Regions from separate parts of the Mus musculus genome. Here region 1 is linked to region 2. A link is a contact called in public Hi-C data. All regions are on one chromosome and are shown on one strand. The core of a region is the stretch at or near the end of the contact, and the rest is flanking DNA. Distances in the headings are between cores, read along the strand shown.

The links. Hi-C and Micro-C count contacts between places; a contact is called where the count stands out from the background.
Region 1: a Hi-C map of cortical neurons shows a contact between it and region 2, with 4 times the contacts expected there. The contact joins two enhancer-like sites. A contact is called at or near these places in 1 of 15 datasets of contacts at CTCF or cohesin (the NIH/3T3 cell line), 11 of 484 Hi-C or Micro-C datasets (cerebellar granule neurons, cerebral cortex, cortical neurons and 7 more) and 2 of 115 datasets of contacts at active chromatin or transcription factors (astrocytes and intestinal villus epithelium).

Annotation. Positions count from the first base shown.
Region 1 is chr7:129,777,929-129,780,628 of GRCm38.p6, forward strand. The region is part of intron 1 of Gm33323 (a long non-coding RNA gene); the gene reads left to right. Among named protein-coding and RNA genes, the nearest start is that of Gm33398, 15 kb to the left of the region's middle. Within about 2 kb of position 1,368, at least 48 of the 459 cell types and tissues checked have an H3K27ac peak or open chromatin away from gene starts, as enhancers often do. A contact at or near this core is called in cerebral cortex, cortical neurons and neural progenitor cells, where this site is marked.
Region 2 is chr7:129,660,985-129,663,684 of GRCm38.p6, forward strand. It overlaps Gm39094 (a long non-coding RNA gene), which reads left to right. Exons shown (of 3, transcript XR_869977.1): 3 at 1,547-2,078. Among named protein-coding and RNA genes, the nearest start is that of Gm39094, 4.2 kb to the left of the region's middle. Within about 2 kb of position 1,282, at least 56 of the 459 cell types and tissues checked have an H3K27ac peak or open chromatin away from gene starts, as enhancers often do. A contact at or near this core is called in cerebral cortex, cortical neurons and neural progenitor cells, where this site is marked.

The sequences.
Region 1 (2,700 bases), core at 118-2,617, 120 kb after region 2:
TAAGCATTTTCCAAGAGACTACTGTGCTGGGAGCCTGTAACTCCTGGAGGTCTCTGCAGATACAGGAAGATAGCTGAAGTATTTTCATAAGAATTTCTGAGTCAGCTATGGAGTTCAGATTGTGGAGTTCAGGTTCATTAGCTGTCTAACCTCAGGCAATATGCTGGTCCATCCCTGTCCAGAGAACCAGGATACATTTATGGTACCGAGACCTAATGAGAAGCCAGGTCCATGGCTCAGCACTCCTGATAAGTGGCTTGCTCCATTAAGTCTGGCTTTCTGGGCTCCTCAAAAGGTGTCATACTTGGGTACACAAGGGAGCCTTGGCAAGGGTGAATTTGGTCCCCCTTCAGCACAGATGTAATCCCATAAGCTTTGAGGACAGTATTCAGGTGGAACAGAACATGAGATGACATCAGCCAGGCTCGGTCCTAACCACTCTTTGGTCCTCTTAGAGCTAAGACAAGAGCTCAGAGTGGAGGGTTGGGAACATGGCTCAGCTGGTAGAGTATGTACAGAGTCCTGGCTTCACTCCCCAGTACCACATAAGCCAGGCATGTTTGCTCCTGGCTGCAATTTCAGCATCTTGGGGTTGAAAGCTGGTGGATGAGAAGGTCAAGGTCATCCTGGGCTGTATAATGAGCCCAAGGTCAGCCTGAGATTCAGGAGAGACCCTGTCCTAAGCATGGAACAGGGTGGAGTGGCTTCCATCCCATTTGTAACTGTTAAACCTGCACCTCTTCCCAGGCTCCTGTAAAAATGATCCATCTTTCCACTAGGTCTTCCTGAGGAAGAGCCATGCAGAATCTTGGCACCTTCACCCTGCCCAGAATTGTGTGGTGTCGTCTAGCAAAGTCAGAAAGGATGTTCAAGACAGGCTTTTGTTCTGCTGGGAAAAGAAAAATCTCTCTTCCTTTCTGCACGTGGCTACAGCGAGTTGCAGTTCACAATGCTGCCAATTTTAACACGTGCCTGGGCACACCCACAGGCACACACACACACACACACACACACACACACACACACACTCACACATACGGGTCGATCCTCAGCCTGGCTGTCTCTAAAACAATCCATGTTCAGCACTCATTGTTAATTATGAGCGGGTGCACCGATCACCAAATGGCACTGATGCTGAGCCCTCGGTGGCTGTCCCTGTCAGTCTGCATCACCATGACGCAGGTTGATGAAATCATCTGGGCAAGGTTAAGGCAAGGCCTCCACTGTACAACATTCTGCGTAAAACAAACAACTGCTTGCTTTTGAGACCTGGCAAGGAAATGAAAAAGAAACCCAAGATGCTCTCGGCTTCTGTCCTGGTTTCTAGGCAACTGGATGCTGGGTGCAGGAAGGGAGAGGGGCTTTCTTCTGGTGCCAGACAGTATTGATAGACAGTGGACTGCTGCTCAGTGCCAAGGACCTGGGGAGGGACAGAGGAAGCCGGAGCAAGCCTCATTGCCCTAATCAACCGTAGCTTGGCCTGCTGGCAGGGAGAGGTTGGAAAATGAGTGGATCAGTAGGGGGCTGGGCAGAGGGGAGATGCTTTTCTATCCTTTATAAAGACAAGAGGCTGTATTACAAGGATTGTTATCCTGGCAGCCAGAGATGAGTATGTCATTCAGAGGAGATGAAGGAACCTGACAAATGCCTTCGGAAGGCTCTTCAGGGATGGCTTGGCTGAGTCCTGGTTGTGGCAAAAGTGCACAGGAACGGTCAGTGGGATGGGGCATTATTTCATTCAATACTATCTAACAGGATCATCCCAGAGTCCACTGTGTGCCAAGCACTTTGTAAGCCCTGAGGATCTAAGAAGGAAGGAGAGGCCAAGCATCCACCATCAGCTCCCCTCTGTTGCTACTTTGGCCAGTGTTGAGAGGTCCAGGAGATCTTATAGTATAATGAGTGACCTAGGACTCCTCAGACAGATTAGGGTTCAAACCTGAACCCTGCCACTTACAGAGAGCGAGTAGTACTTAAACTCTCCAAATGCCCCTTCTTATCCATCCTAGAACTGTCTGGAACCAACACCAAGAGCAGGCGCATCATTTCCAGCAAACTACTAGTTTTCTGTCTTTTGTCCTGGGTTTCTCTGGCGACAGAGAAGAGTCTGTCCCAAAACGGTGAGAAACCTCAAATGGGTTTGATATGCAAGGAGATTCCCCGGTTTTTGTCTTACTGAATTCCTTAGGGCACTGCAGGGCAGTAATGGGTGTGTATTACAATGCCTATACATTACAAAAGCACAGGTCATACACCCTGAGCAGTCAATGTAGACTGCGGGGCCTAACCTAGTATCCTGGGAACTAGCAGTTCTTCTGTGAAGAAAAAACAAAACAAAACAAAACAAAAAAAAACAAAAAACAAATGTAAGTGAAGGAAGGAAGGTTACAGGTCAGAAGCAACGGGATGCACATGCCTAGATCCCCTGTGGATCTAGAGTTGAAGAGACAATTATCTTGTCCCTGCCCAGCGTTTCTGTGGCCTTCTCTCAGCCAGGGAGACTTCTTGAGTGGCTCTTGGGGTACCTTGTGGGTATGGTTAGCCTTCTGCCTTCCAGCTTGCATTTCTTTGGTCCATGACTGTCCTGACTCATCATAGTCAGCTTGGGCATCCCATGTTCAGCAAAAGCCACTGTTCTCCCAGTGCCTATTTCTCCTGCATCCACAAAAATGCATCATAAAACAAACAAGCAGAGAAAAA
Region 2 (2,700 bases), core at 32-2,531:
TTAAGGTAAACCAGAAGGACCAGCACCTGAGATGTCCTCTGCCCTTCACACATGCACCGTCACACACACACCATGGCACACACGTGCTGTGTCACACATGCTAACACTCACACATACACAGGCGTACATCATGCACACATAAAATTTTGGAAAAAAAAACCCTTGCAACTGCATTGAATACGTGCACATATCTTTTATTCTTGTTATCCTCTAAACAAAACAATGTAGTATCTCTCTAGCACTTACATTGCATCAGTCACTATAAGCAATACAGGGATAATTTATAATGCATGGGAGGGTGCTTGCAGATTATATGCAAATTAGATGCCAGTAAATATGGAGGAGTAACTACAAGCTAGTACACACACACACACACACACACACTCCATTTCCTTGTGAGTAAAAAAGTGCTTAATTAGGATATGTGATGTAGACACACTTGGTTTATAGATAGAAGATTCCAGAAGACATATTTTAATAAGGCACCATGTGTATGAACTGAAATAGCAGATGAATTCAACTGTGTCCCCTCACTCATTTGTGTTTTCAAAATTTGTTTCCAGTGAGAGCCCCTTCTATAACTAAGAGAATGCTATTTTTACAATGAATGTTTCTAGGATGCTTACCAGGTGCTAGTCTAGTGTGTATGTGTGTGTGTGTGTGTGTGTGTGTGTGTGTGTAGATCCCAGAACAATTTCCTTTGTCAATATCTAGGCGCCATCCTCCTCTTTTTGAGATGGGGGTCTCTCCTGGCGTCAAACTTTGTAAGTTCAAATCTCCATATCTCCATCCCAACTATGGAATCATTAAAATTCTTGCAATAATAATAAAAACAGAAAGAAAAAGAACAGAAGTCTCCAGGTACCATAGCTTCTTTCCACAGAGTCAGAATGCCCTGGAGGGCCTGTTCCCTCTGAGGAATCTTGCTACCATTCTGAGACCAGGAATGCGAGGTGGAGTCTCTGGCCCAAATCCCCCTTGCTCAGAAGTGCTGAGGTCTTAGTCTTTCCAGCCAGGGCAGAATTCCTGGGATTTGGCCACAAGGCCACGGCTAACAGATTTGGGCAGGAATTTTGTCTGTCTCCTTCTCTGTTTTTAGAAGAAATAAGCCCCTGTCTAAGCAGAATTGAGCCTAATATTATCTAGTTCTCTTCAACGCCTGAGCAAAAATTGCAGGGTTACTCTGGCAGCGTGACTGTCTGGGGAGTGTGGTCTCTGGGAGAGCAAGTCCTTTGCCCAGGACGTGGTCCATTGTTAGTTAGCAGGGCCCAGGGCTGCGTGGGAGGAACTTAGCAGATGTTGCCTTGTAGTCAGGAAACATGCTGCTTGTAATTTTGCTTTGGCGCAGTGCAGTGTTCTGCATGCAACTTGTGTTTTCTGATTGTAAACAAACAAACTAACTGACAAAACAAAGCAACAATGGCCAAAGGTGTTCACAGGAGCTGGGCTCAGGTTCCACTCCCTTCCCAATAGCATCTTTCCCTGGTCTCTGTCTCTGCAGGATGAGGCTTGACAAGTCTGCATCTCTCTGGCTTTTTCCTTCTAGACTGCTGTTTGAACGCTGTACTGTAGAAGGCACAGACTGAGATGCTGGATCAACTGCGCATGCCTGTCTTTGTGACCGGCTGCTATCGATCCTTCCGAGCCCGTGTGCCACGCTGGAAAGCTGCATCTAAGAGTTAAGATTTACTGGCTTAAAAGCGTGTGTGTCGTGGGATTGCGCGGTGGCTCAGTAAGTAAGTGCTTGCCTTGCACACACAAAGACCTAACTGTTCAATGTGCAGCTCCTATGTTTAAAAATCTAGTTGAGCATTGTGGCACACACTTATAATCTCAGCTCTAAAGAAGCAAAGACCGTGGCTCCCTGGGGCTCACTGGTAGCCAGCAGCCAAACTGGTGAGTTGCAGGTAAAAGTGAGAGTTTTTTTTTTTTTTCTCACAAAACATGATGGATTATGAGGAACTACAGTTGAGATTGTCCTCTGGTCTCCACAGACACATATGTACTCATACCTATACATAGTCATGCACCTGCAAACACACACACACACACACACACACACACACACACACACACACACACACTCACACACACACACTCACACACACACTCACATACACTCACATATACACTCACATACACACACACTAACATATACACACACTCACACACACTCACATACACACACTCACATACACACACACACTCACACATACTCACACACACTCACACACACACACTCACATACACACACTCACACACACACACTCACACACACACTCACATACACACACTCACATACACACACACACCAACATACACACACACTCACACACACTCACATACACACACACACACACACTCACATACACACACTCACGTGCATGCACACAGGTCAGGGTACAGCATTTAGGCCCCAGGTTGGACATCAGACTACAACCCTTTTTACTGTTTTTGATGGCAAAGCCCCACACTTGGAATGTTTTGAGGAACTACAAAGCAGAGAAAGGCGTCTGAAGTACCATTTGATTGCAGCATCAGTGAGTTTGGCTAGGGAGGAAAGCATCTCCATAGACAGAAGTGAGGTGGTCTCCCCAGATCACACCTGGCAGGATACCCCTTAAAGCACTAAGGGAAAGTCAGCTCCCAAGGCTGACTTTGGGCTCGGGGACATTGGAGCTCCCAAGACCACAGGGAGAA